2 separate regions of the Mus musculus genome follow, and region 1 is linked to region 2. Evidence: chromatin contacts called from public promoter capture Hi-C data. All regions are on one chromosome and are shown on one strand. The core of a region is the stretch at or near the end of the contact, and the rest is flanking DNA. Distances in the headings are between cores, read along the strand shown. Region 1 holds the start of Lonp2 (lon peptidase 2, peroxisomal). Region 2 overlaps Gm51583 (a long non-coding RNA gene).

Region 1 (5,860 bases), core at 3,347-5,846, 1.1 Mb before region 2:
AAGCAAAGAAATGCAGACAGTCCTTACTTAGGTGGCATGAAAGCCAAGTTCAATATTCCTTTAAAAAAGACTCCTATCCAGCAACATGCCTATATACTAAGCATGAAGAAGGGGCTGTCCCATAGAGAAAAGCCAACAAACAGGTGGCAGGGAACACAGGAGAGCAAACTTGTTCTGCTAGACCTTGGGTCCTGGGGCTGATCATAAGGAGGCTGTAAAAGAAATTAGGCATGGACTGTGCCCTCTATTCATCTCTGGAAATTACTAACATCCAGAAAAGGAGGGAACTGGAAAGGAAAGACCTGTGTATAGAAACAGGTGAACGCTAGATAGCTCAATGTTCATACTTTTAAAGGACAGAGCATTTGAAAGCCATAACAGAGAAAAGATTTCAGAATCTACTCTGAGGAATAGCGTATGAACTTTCTATACAAAGACTTCTCAAGTAACAAACAACATTTCTAGTATGGTTATATAGGGCCTGGTGAATGCTTACAGTGCTCAAACTCTGAAGACTTTTGAAAGTAACTCTCTAGTGTAAATGATTGGACTGGGATGTAGCTCAGTGGTAGCGTGCTCTGCTTAGCATGTTGAGACCCTAGATTTAATTCCCCAGCAATGTAAACAAACCAACAGCACGGCCAGTTAACTCTGAATTACCTAAAACAAAGAGACCATTTGAACATTAACATGAACATTACCACATCACTTGAATTATTGATTACTTTCAGGCAAGGAAGATTTAGTTACTGTTATTTGCAGATATTTATGTGGAAACAATTAGTAACTCTCAAAAATCTTGCCAGAGCTGGGCAATGGTGGTGCATGTCAGCATTTGGGAGGCAGAGGCAGGCAGATTTCTGAGATTGAGGCCAGCTTGGTCTACAGAGTGAGTTCCAGGACAGCCAGGGCTATACAGAGAAACCCTGTCTTGAAAAACCAAAAAAAAAAAAAAAAACAAAACAAAACAAAAAACAACAACAACAACAAAAACCTTGCCAGAATAATGTAGAAAATTACTAACTCAAACCTAAAATATGACCAACTTTACTTTTTAGAAGACTTTCCTTTTAAATTTACATGTATATAACTGTGTGTGTGTGCAAGGGGGGGGGGTGTAGTGCACATCTCAAGTATATGCCAGTGCTTGTAGAGGCCAACCAGATCCCCTCAAACTGGAGTTCTGAGCAGTTGTGAACCACCCAACCTGGCCCTGGATAAGAATTGGTAAGCCACCGATCATTAAGAAAATGCTCTACAGCCTGATCTTATGGAACATTTTTTCAATTGAGGTGTGTCCCCCCGCCCGCCCCCCCCCCCCGTCCTCTCTCAGATAACTCTAGCTTGTATCAGGTTGGCATAGCCGGACATAACAGGACAACTGACCCCTTGCCAACCTAACACACAAACATGTCACTTTACTTTTCCTTTCTTGTACATCCCCAAGATCACATATTAACCTCAACATCACAATAGAAAACATTTTACAAACTTTAAAAATCCATCATTTTTACAAGTCAAACACGTTAAAATTCAGTTTAAGTTTTTTTTTAAACCTAAAATCTCTTTTTACATTTCAATCTGTTAAGTGTGGGCTCCTATAAAACTAAATATAAGTTAAGTACTTTCTTACCTCATGAGGGAAGAACCAGGGCACAGTTGTAATTGAACATAGCAAAAGCAAATTCCAAAGGTCTAAGTAGCACAATGTCCAGTTATCTGGGATTCCCTCATGCTCTTCCAGGCTCCTCTAAGGAGCTAGGGCCACTTCTCCAGCACCACCCTCTGAAGCACACAGACAGTTTTTGTTGTTGTTGTTGTTGTTGTTGTTTTTAATGTTCCTGTTGGCTCCACTCCACTGCTGCTTCTGTTTTGAGTGGTCACCCCATGGTATGCTTTGTTATACAACCCACGACCACTAGACGAGGGGTGGCACCACCCACAATGGACTGGGCCATTCCCTATCAATCACTAAATAAAATGCCCTACATTTTATAAAGTATCTTATGAAGACATATTCTCAATTGAGGTTCCCACCTTTCAGATGACTCCAGCTGTGTCAAGTTGACATAAAACTAGCTGGCACAACGTCTAAATGTCTGATCAGGTTTGTTTACTCTACCAGTTCAAGAATTAGCAGGGAAGAATAAATTCAAGCTTGCCTACTGCCTGATTTTATAAAAACATATTCTCAATTGAGTTTCCCTCCTCAGATGACTGTACATGGTGTCAAGGTGACATAAAACTATCCAGCATACATTAGAAACAAACCAAGGTAGACCTGGTAGCACAGGTGTGTAACACTGACTTCTTGGAGGGCTAAGCAAGAGGATCACTGGTGCAGTACTTGAGTGAGCTACAGAAGAGTTCAGAGCCAGCACAGAGTACTTACTGAGACTCAGTATCAAAATAAAAAAATACAAATAAGAGCTGAGGCTATAGCTTAATGGTAGAGTACCTACCATAGGTTCAATCTCTAATGCCCCCCAAGAAATAAAACAAACAAAAAATTTAATCACGAGAATTTCTGTCTCAACTAAGTGGTTGTAAAATAATATGGGAGAAATAAACAGAGGTTTAAGGAATGAGGTAATATGCTAGGAGACTAGTACTAAATATAATTTGCTACAATAAAATACTGAAACTTTATAGTGTCCAATCTTATTTAGGCAACAGCCAAGAATAGTTCAAATGGGTGTCAGTTTTTTTTTTCCATGATGATACAATGTAAACCATTATTGAGTTGTGCGTTTGTTTCATGCTTTACTGTTTATTTTGTTTTTAAAGAGCTACAGGCCTCCTTTGGAAACATGAAGAAAAGCTCCAAGTTGTCTAATGTAGTCAGTCACACTTATGAAATCCATTCAGAGCCAGGAACCCTTCATTTGAAAATAAGGAGGGGAAGGAGGCTCTCCAACCTGCTCTTCAGTATCAATACATTGAGCAAGAACTTGAGAAAAGAGCTTAAAGATAACATCTGCTAAGACACACTATAGACTAGTACTGTCCAATAAAAATACAAGCCATACTCGTGATTTTAGTATCCACAGGTGATTTTAGGTGAAGTGGTCAGAATATTAACATTGTAACATTTATTCTATGTAACATTAATTAAGCAGGGCAGTGGCACACGCCTTTAATCCCAGCACTTGGGAGGCAGAGGCAGGCGGATTTCTGAGTTCAAGGCCAGCCTGGTCTACAGAGTGAGTTCCAGGACAGCCAGGGCCACACAGAGAAACCCTGTCTCGAAAAAGAAAAAGGAAATTCACGTTTTCTCAAACTATAGTGTGCACTGTACATTTATGACACATTTAGGGTGACCAACTGCCTTGAGCTGCCTAGAATTGACAGCCTTTCTGGGCACACATGCACTCTAGTGTTAAAACTCATATTAGAGCATGCACACTTCAAGTGCTCTATACGCACAATCACTGTGCAGTCCAGGGAAGCATGGGGCAAACCAGTCTGCACAGATGGACCTTCAAGACACACCTAAGAGACATGGGAAATCACAGGGGAAGAGTCAGACGCAGGTGAAATCTACCACCCAAGTCAACGAACCAGAGCCGGGACACAGGGCTATCCAGTGACATCCCCCGGGCCTAAGATAAAAATGCCAGGAAGGAGCAAAGGTGAGCCTAGAGGCTGGGAAGACTGTAGTGGGAGACCCCAAGGAAAATGCTAACAGGAATGGCCCTTCATGAAGGGGAGGCCGTCGGGGAATAGAGAAAATAGGTAACAACATGTAAAACAAAGCACCCAAAAGTTAACTGCGTAGTTTAGGCATGAGCAGGAAAAAGAAAGAAAGAAAGAGAGAGAGAGAGAGAGAGAGAGAGAGAGAGAGAGAGAGAGATAGATAGATAGATAGATAGATCTAGATTTATAATGTTTCAGCTGGAGAACATGACCGGAGGTTGACTGAAAGAAAGGGGACAGGGTGAAAGGTGGTATGGGGGAGGGGCCCGGGCGCTGGGCGGTGAAGAAGGCTATGTAGGACACGAATTCACATCAGATAAGCACCAGCAACAGGCAGCAAATGAACTGCACAGAGTTTCCACCCGTGTCAGGCATTGCTCCGTGACTGATCCGGCTCACTAACGGTCACTGGCGAAAAGCGTCCCTCCCACTTTTCACGCTGGGGAGACTTGAGCCACAACTCCGCTCACAGGCCGCCGGGGCGCGAGTCCCGGAGGGCCTCCCTCCGAGTGCCCGGCGGGCCTACCTGTGCAATGGTGGCAGGTCCTGCGTGTCGCTGGCCGGGTCGGGTGTGTTGGGGATGACTCCTAGAATGGTGCTCTGCAACGACGTGCCCTTGAGCAAGCGGCTCCGCACCAGCTGCAAGTTGCGGGCCGTGTCCACACTTGTGCGCATAGTGGAGCCAGGCAGCAACACACTCTCGTGGGTCAACAGCAGCGGAAGGCGGCTGGGGATCTGGATGGGGCTCACGGAGGACATGGCCACTGGTCGTCAACACCAGAGGTGTCAGGAGGACTCCCAAGTACGAACTCTACACTTCCTTCGCCGAACGCACCGCAGCCGTCACTCGACGGCCCGCCCCCAGGCCTGAGTGCCGCCGCTTCCGGCACCGCCCCTTCCCCAGGCTCCGGTCCCCAGGCCTGCCGCCGCTTCCGGCCCCGCCCCTTCTCCAGGCTCCCAGACTTCTGCCCGGACGCTTCGGACTCGCCCCCGGGCCATGTGCTGCTGTTTCCGGGCCCGCCCACAACCCTTCCGGAGGCCGCAGCGGCTAAGCCTTCCGGTCTGTCACTCTCCCCCCCCCCCCCCCCCCAAAGCTAAAGCGTAGCGGCTTCTGGCTCCGCCCCTAGACCCAAACCCCTCAATTTCTGGCTGCATCCCCAGGCTGGTCCCTACATTAAACACCTCCGCTCCCCGCTAGCCCAGAGATACCCAATTTCTGTCGCTTCGCTCAGCCCTTCTCTCTGAACCAGTGATGCCAGACGACAAGCAAACCTGGTGCACAGACAGCATGAACAGTGCCTGCATTTAAATTCGGAAGGAATGTTGAGAAGGACGGTGTGCACTAGACATTTTTAAACCTTTTTATTGAATAGATTTTATATTTTAACAAGTATCCTATACCTCTCACTCGGTTTTCCCTATTATGTTGCATAACCATGGTTCACATAACCCAGGAAATTAGTATTACCATTACCTAATCCATAGACCTTCTCCCAAGCTGGTGGGTTTTACTATCGTCCTTAATTTTTCACTTTGTTTATCTCCTGGATCTCTTAAGTCTGTGATATTGCTTCCATCTTTGCTTTATTTTATTAGTATTTTAAACAGATACTTTTAAAAAAGGGGCATTCAATTATTTGTAGAAGGTCACAATTTGGATGATAGATTCTAGGTTGTGGTCTGAGTCACTGAGGTCTAGAGGGAGGGTGAACTGGTAGGTGATGATCTTGGTTGTGACACACTCATCAAGTATGCATTGTGTAGATATCTTGAGATAGACTTTGGGAGTAATATAAAGAAAAAATATATACAATAACTTACCTTTTTATTAAGAGTCTTATCTGGAGAGTAGAGGACTTATACTCTGAGATTCCTGGTGTCTTTTTAAAAATGGTACTTGGGATTGGACCAAGGGCTCTGAACATGGTAGGTATTTTATGAGGAAACTATGACCATCTTAAAAACCTTGGGGCATATTTTTTAAAAAAACTTTATTTATTTTTATCATGCATACATATCCTAAAAGCAACAAGTGTTTTGTGTGCATACTAATGTCTGGACTTATTTTTGTTTAATAAATTAATTTTTTGATTTTATTATTTTCTTGGTCTCCTAGGACAGGGTCTTAACTGAGTCACACATATGGCCAAAGAAAAAGAGTCAT
Region 2 (5,571 bases), core at 114-2,613:
TGAGAAAGTTCCCCTATAGAGGTCCATTATCACCATGGCAGGAAATACAGTTGTGTGAAGGCAGACATGGTGCTGGAGGAGCTGAGAGTTCTACATCTTGTTCCACAGACAGCAGTAGAAGACTGTATACCACACTGGATGTAGCTTGAGCATAAGAGACCTCTTCCTCCAAGAAAATCACACCTATTCCAAGAAGGTCATACCTAATACCTTTGTTCCAAAAGGTTTTAATCTATTGTCGCAAGACACTAGTTCTGACACGGGAGCAGGGACAGAAATGGCTAGCTGTTCTGGAAAGCTAGAACTAGCCCAAATTAAAGTTATTAGCCTCTGGATCTGCAACATTCCAATTTTTCCACGGTACTACAATCTTCTTATCATATTTTTTTTCATACATGGGTTTATATATAATACATAAGGTTAAGAAACAAACAAACAAATAAAACAACAATTAGACTTAATAGAAAGGGGCTGGGCTTTGTGAGGGCACCATGTCAGACAACCTTACAGGATAAGACAAGGACCCAGTCAGTGATGGGTCAATGGTGGGTAGGACTACACCTTGACCCCGATGGCTTAAATGTTCATATTCTTGGTCATTTTGTTTGTTTATTTGTTTGTTTGTTTCCAAGACAGGGTTTCTCTGTGTAGTCCTGGCTATCCTTGAACTTACTCTGTAGACCAGGCTAAGGTACTGAGGTACATATTTTATATACCACAGCAGACCTGACCTCCAGGTTCTCACGAGACCATACAGAACAGCTGACTTCACGAAAACCATTACAGGTCACTTAGGATGGTTAAACCCACCACCTCAGTTTCTCTGTTCTTTTCCTCCCTCCCTCCCTCCCTCCCTCCCTCCCTCCCTTCCTCCCTCCCTCCCTCCCTCCCTCCTTGCTCTTCTCGCCTCGCCCCACCCCACCCCTCTCCCCTTCCTTCCTTCCTTCTTTCCCTTCTTTCCCTCCTTCCTTTCCTTCCTTCCTACTTTTTGTTAAACCTGAGAACTGTGGTGAGAAAAGACCAAGTTCATGATTGTTCAATTAAAGCAAACTGTATTTTGGGGTGCACCCAGGACTGGCCAGCCTGCTACCTCATCCTAAGTTGGAATTTGAGAGAGCACCCCTGCTGGTTTCTTGAAGTCCTTTTTATAGGAAAGAGAAGGTGTTCATAGGGGCAGGGGGGGGGAGAGAGAGAGAGAGAGAGAGAGAGAGAGAGAGAGAGAGAGAGAGAGAGAGAGAAGGAGAGGAGAAGAGAGTTGACAGTTACACACTGTTAGAAAGATACAATGGAAAGAGAAGAAACAAAGGCAAAGATTGCATCATGCGAACGAACAGGTTGCACGAAGTTCTAGAAACGGGAACTTCTTAATCACAAATAGAAAGCTTAACTTGCAAGAACTTAACACAGGACAAACAGGAACTGTCTTACTGTGATCAGAACTCTTAACCTGAAAGGTGTATTTTTCCAGTTCATTCTCTCTCTCTCTCTCTCTCTCTCTCTCTCTCTCTCTCTCTCTCTCTCTCTCTCTAGGTTAAGACTTACTCTGTGGTTCAGGCTACTCTTGAACTTGTAGCAATCCCCCTGCTTCAGCCACTTGTATGTGGGATTCCATGTATGAGCTATCACATAGTTTCCCTGTATTTCTAAAGTCATAAAAACCAAAAATTGGTATAGAAACATTGTTATTCATGTTTCCACCAAACTAGGGCAAGCTTCCTGGAATCCCTCTTCTCTCTTATAACAATTGTATAGAAAAAAATAGAATGGGGGCTGGAGAGACAACTCAGCTTTTAAGAGCACTGGCTGCTCTCTAAAGGACCTGGGGTTGATTCTCAACCCTCATACAGCAGTTCACCACCTTCTATAACTACCGTAGTACCCGAGTATCCCACACTTTCTCCTGGCCTCCTCAGGCACTAGGAAGCATGTGGTACTTAGATGTATATACAGGAAAAATACCCACACGCAAAAATCTAAATTTAAGAAAAAATTAAAAAGGGAAAAGAGACAAAAACCAGGAATTAGGCATATGCTTACTTATAATAAGCCTGTCAAAACTGAGTGGAATCCTTTCCCAGCAGGCAAGGTTCCTGGCAGAAACTGTAACTTTGAAGGAATCCATTGTTTCAGCATAACTGGAGTAACCAAAATGAATATATCCTAGAGACACTGGTGCCATCAATATGACTACTAGACTACTGAAACAACAGACCCCCAAGAAACTGGAAGTCCCCCCAGAAATCTCACGGTGAAAAAAAGAAAAGAATGAAGCCTGGGTTCAGAGAGGAACTTGTCTCCACCCAAAAAAGATTTTACACAGTTCTTCTACCTTGTCAAACCTCCTTATAGGATAACACAGAAGCCCAGACAGTGATGGGTCAATGGTGAGAAAGACTACACCTTGACCCTGGTGGCTTAAGTGCTCATATTTCAAGACAGGGTTTCTCTGTGTAGCCCTGGCTGTCCTGGAACTCATTCTGTAGACCAGGCTGGCCTTGAACTCAGAGATCCTCCTGCCTCTGCCTCCTGAGTGCTGGGATTAAAGTACATACACCCTGCAAAAGTGTAGCCCAAGGTTTGGCCTCAATCTTGTGAGCCTCCCACCTCTGTGTCTTTCAGGAAATCCTCCTGTTTGTGTTGGCCCTCTGTTTAGTTTTTAATCTCACTTCAAGACCCTGAAGATGGACTTGAGGGGATCACTGGATTTCTTTGTCCTGCTTCCCAATGTCCTCTGAAAATAGCTACAGTGTACTCATATAAATAAAATAAATAAATCTTAAAAAAAAAAAAAACAACACTGGCTGCTCTTCCAGAGGACCTGGGCTGGATTTCCAGCACCCACATGGTGGGTCACAACCACATGTAACTCCAGTTTTAGGGGAACTGAATGCTCACTTCTGGCTTCTGCAGGCACACACATGGTGATTCACAGACATACAAGCAGGCAAAATACACCTACATATAATTTTTTTAATTATAAAAATAATACATTGTCTTTTGTTTTAGTTATGTTTTTATTGTTGTGATAAATACTATTACCAAAAGCAACTTGGGGGAAAAAGGTTTATTTAGCTTACAGTGGTAGTCCATCACGAAAGAAAGTCAGAGCAGCAGTTCAAGGAAGGAATCTGGAAGCAGGAACTGAAGCAGAAACCATGGAATTGTATTATTTATAGGCTTGCTCCCTGTGGCTTACTCAGTTTGCTCTTTTATTTTTTTAAAAAATTTATTTATTTTATGTGTGTACTGGCTAGTTTTGTGTCAACTTGACACAGCTGGAGTTATCACAGAGAAAGGAGCTTCAGTTGAGGAAGTGCCTCCATGAAATACAACTGTAAGGCATTTTTTCAATTAGTGATCAAGGGGGAAAGGCCCCTTGTGGGTGGGACCATCTCTGGGCTGGTAGTCTTGGTTCTATAAGAAAGCAGGCTGAGCAAGCCAGGGGAAGCAAGCCAGTAAAGAACATCCCTCCATGGCCTCTGCATCAGCTCCTGCTTCCTGACCTGCTTGAGTTCCAGTCCTGACTTCCTTGGTGATGAACAGCAGTATGGAAGTGTAAGCCAAATAAACCCTTTCCTCCCCAACTTGCTTCTTGGTCATGATGTTTATGCAGGAATAGAAACCCTGACTAAGACAATGTGTATGAGTACACTGTAGCTGTACAGATGATTGTGAGCATTCATGTGGTTGTTGGGTATTGAATTTAGAACCTCTGCTTGCTCCGGTCGATCCCACTTGCTCCAGTCGGCCCCATTGCTCTGGTCAATCCCGCTCACTCAGTCCCTGCTCACTCCAGCCCAAAGATTTATTTATTATTGTAAATAAGTACATTGTAGCTATGTGTGTGTCTATGTTCAGACACACCAGAAGAGTGCATCAGATCTCATTTCAGGTGGTTGTGAGCCATTTGAACTCAGGACCTTTGGAAGAGCAGTCAGTGCTCTTACCCGCTGAGCCGTCTCACCAGCCCTAGTTTGCTTTTTTATATACCTCAGAACCTTTGCCCAAGTATGGGACTGCCTACAGTGGCCTAGGCACTTCCACATCAATCATTAATCAAGAACATGCCCACAGACTTGCCTACAGGTCAATCTGATGTCCTCAACTGACTTTCCCTCTTCCTAGATGACTCAAGCTTGTATCAAGTTGATGAAATCTATCCAGTACAATCCTGGGCCTAGAGTATATTAATTTTCTACAATTACTGAAGTAAGTTGCTGAAATTCTAATAACCAAAGTGTGAGTTTGCTTCTGGGAACTCTAGTTTACATCTTCTCTGTTGGTCAAACATCACTTAGTGTATTTAGAACATATTGTCTATGTCCCTTGGTACTTGAAAGGCTTACTCCTCGGATATGCTGCAGAGGAGGCTGAAGAAGCAGGAATTGGTCTTAAGTAGAGGGAAGTGGCTGGAAAAGCCATTAAGAAATCTGTGGATATTAAATCTACTAGTTATCATGGTCTGTGTTTGAGTTTTTCTTTTGTCCTATGTATCTGTTAGAACATTTACCTCTAACAGATATGAGTATTGTATCTAAAATTATAAGAATGCATTGTGACCCAAAAAAGTAAAGATAGCAGATAAGTGAAACATATTTTAATTTGGATAAGAAGAGCTAACCCAAATCATTGGATATCTCTAACTAGAACAATGAGGTTCTTTTAAGGTTGTCAGATATTTGAGTATGTAATGGACTTCAAAGAGCATTTAATTTGCTGTATCTTGACATTTTTATTATTGGGGGAGGGGGTCTTCCTGGCAGCCTGAAACTTGCTATGTAGACCAAGGAGGCTGGTTTTTAATATATAAGACAATATTGTATTGCTACAAAAATCAACAGGCAGGCCACTGGAACAGAATAGAGGACCCTGAAATAAACTCACACAGCTATGCACATCTACTTTTTAGCAAAGATGCCAAAAATATGGACTGGAAAAAAGACCACCTACTCAATAAACAGTGTTGCAAAACCTACAGAAGAATAAAATCTGAACCCTATTTATCACCAGAGGGGGCGGGGGAACTAAAACCTGAAAAGCAGAAACTGATAGAGAAAACAATTCCAGATATAAGTATAGGTAGAGACCTTCTAAAAAGAACCCCAACAGCACAGGAAATAGCCCTAAGAACTGACAAACAGGGTCAGGGAGATAGCCCTGTGGGTAAAGACCCACCGTCTCACCTGGAAGTGGGAGGGAAGCACCAACAAAGTTGTCCTCTGACTTCTGCAAGTATGTCAGGGCAAGCATGTGCACACAGAACAAAGAAATAGCTTCTGTAAGCCAAAGCAAACTATAAGCAGTAGAGTAAACAGTCTATAGAAAAAACTCCCAGCAACCACATGGTGGCTGTAACCCTCTGTAATAGGATCTGATGCCCTTTTCTGGTGTGTCCGAAGACAGCAACAGTGTAGTCACATAGATAAAGAAATCTCAAAAAAGGGGGCTGGAGAGATGGCTCAGCCGTTAAGACTGCTCTTCCAGAGATCCTGAGTTCAATTCCCAGCAACCACATGGTGGCTCACAACCATCTGTAATGGGATCAGATGCCCTCGTCTGGTGTGTATGACG

The links. Promoter capture Hi-C pulls out the DNA fragments that hold promoters and counts their contacts.
Region 1: a contact with region 2 is called in a promoter capture Hi-C map of neutrophils, with 6 times the contacts expected there. The contact joins the promoter of Lonp2 here to the enhancer-like site in region 2. A contact is called at or near these places in 11 of 39 promoter capture datasets (the 3T3-L1 cell line, the HPC-7 cell line, cranial neural crest and 8 more), 1 of 484 Hi-C or Micro-C datasets (bone marrow-derived macrophages) and 4 of 115 datasets of contacts at active chromatin or transcription factors (T-cell acute lymphoblastic leukemia, cardiomyocytes, large pre-B cells and 1 more).

Annotation. Positions count from the first base shown.
Region 1 is chr8:86,622,779-86,628,638 of GRCm38.p6, reverse strand. It overlaps Lonp2 (lon peptidase 2, peroxisomal), which reads right to left and starts at 4,596. Exons shown (of 15, transcript NM_025827.3): 1 at 4,223-4,596. The coding sequence starts at 4,455.
Region 2 is chr8:85,566,458-85,572,028 of GRCm38.p6, reverse strand. Gm51583 (a long non-coding RNA gene) reads left to right here. Exons shown (of 3, transcript XR_003947574.1): 3 at 1-60. Among named protein-coding and RNA genes, the nearest start is that of Gm51583, 5.9 kb to the left of the region's middle. Within about 2 kb of position 1,363, at least 22 of the 459 cell types and tissues checked have an H3K27ac peak or open chromatin away from gene starts, as enhancers often do. A contact at or near this core is called in neutrophils, where this site is marked.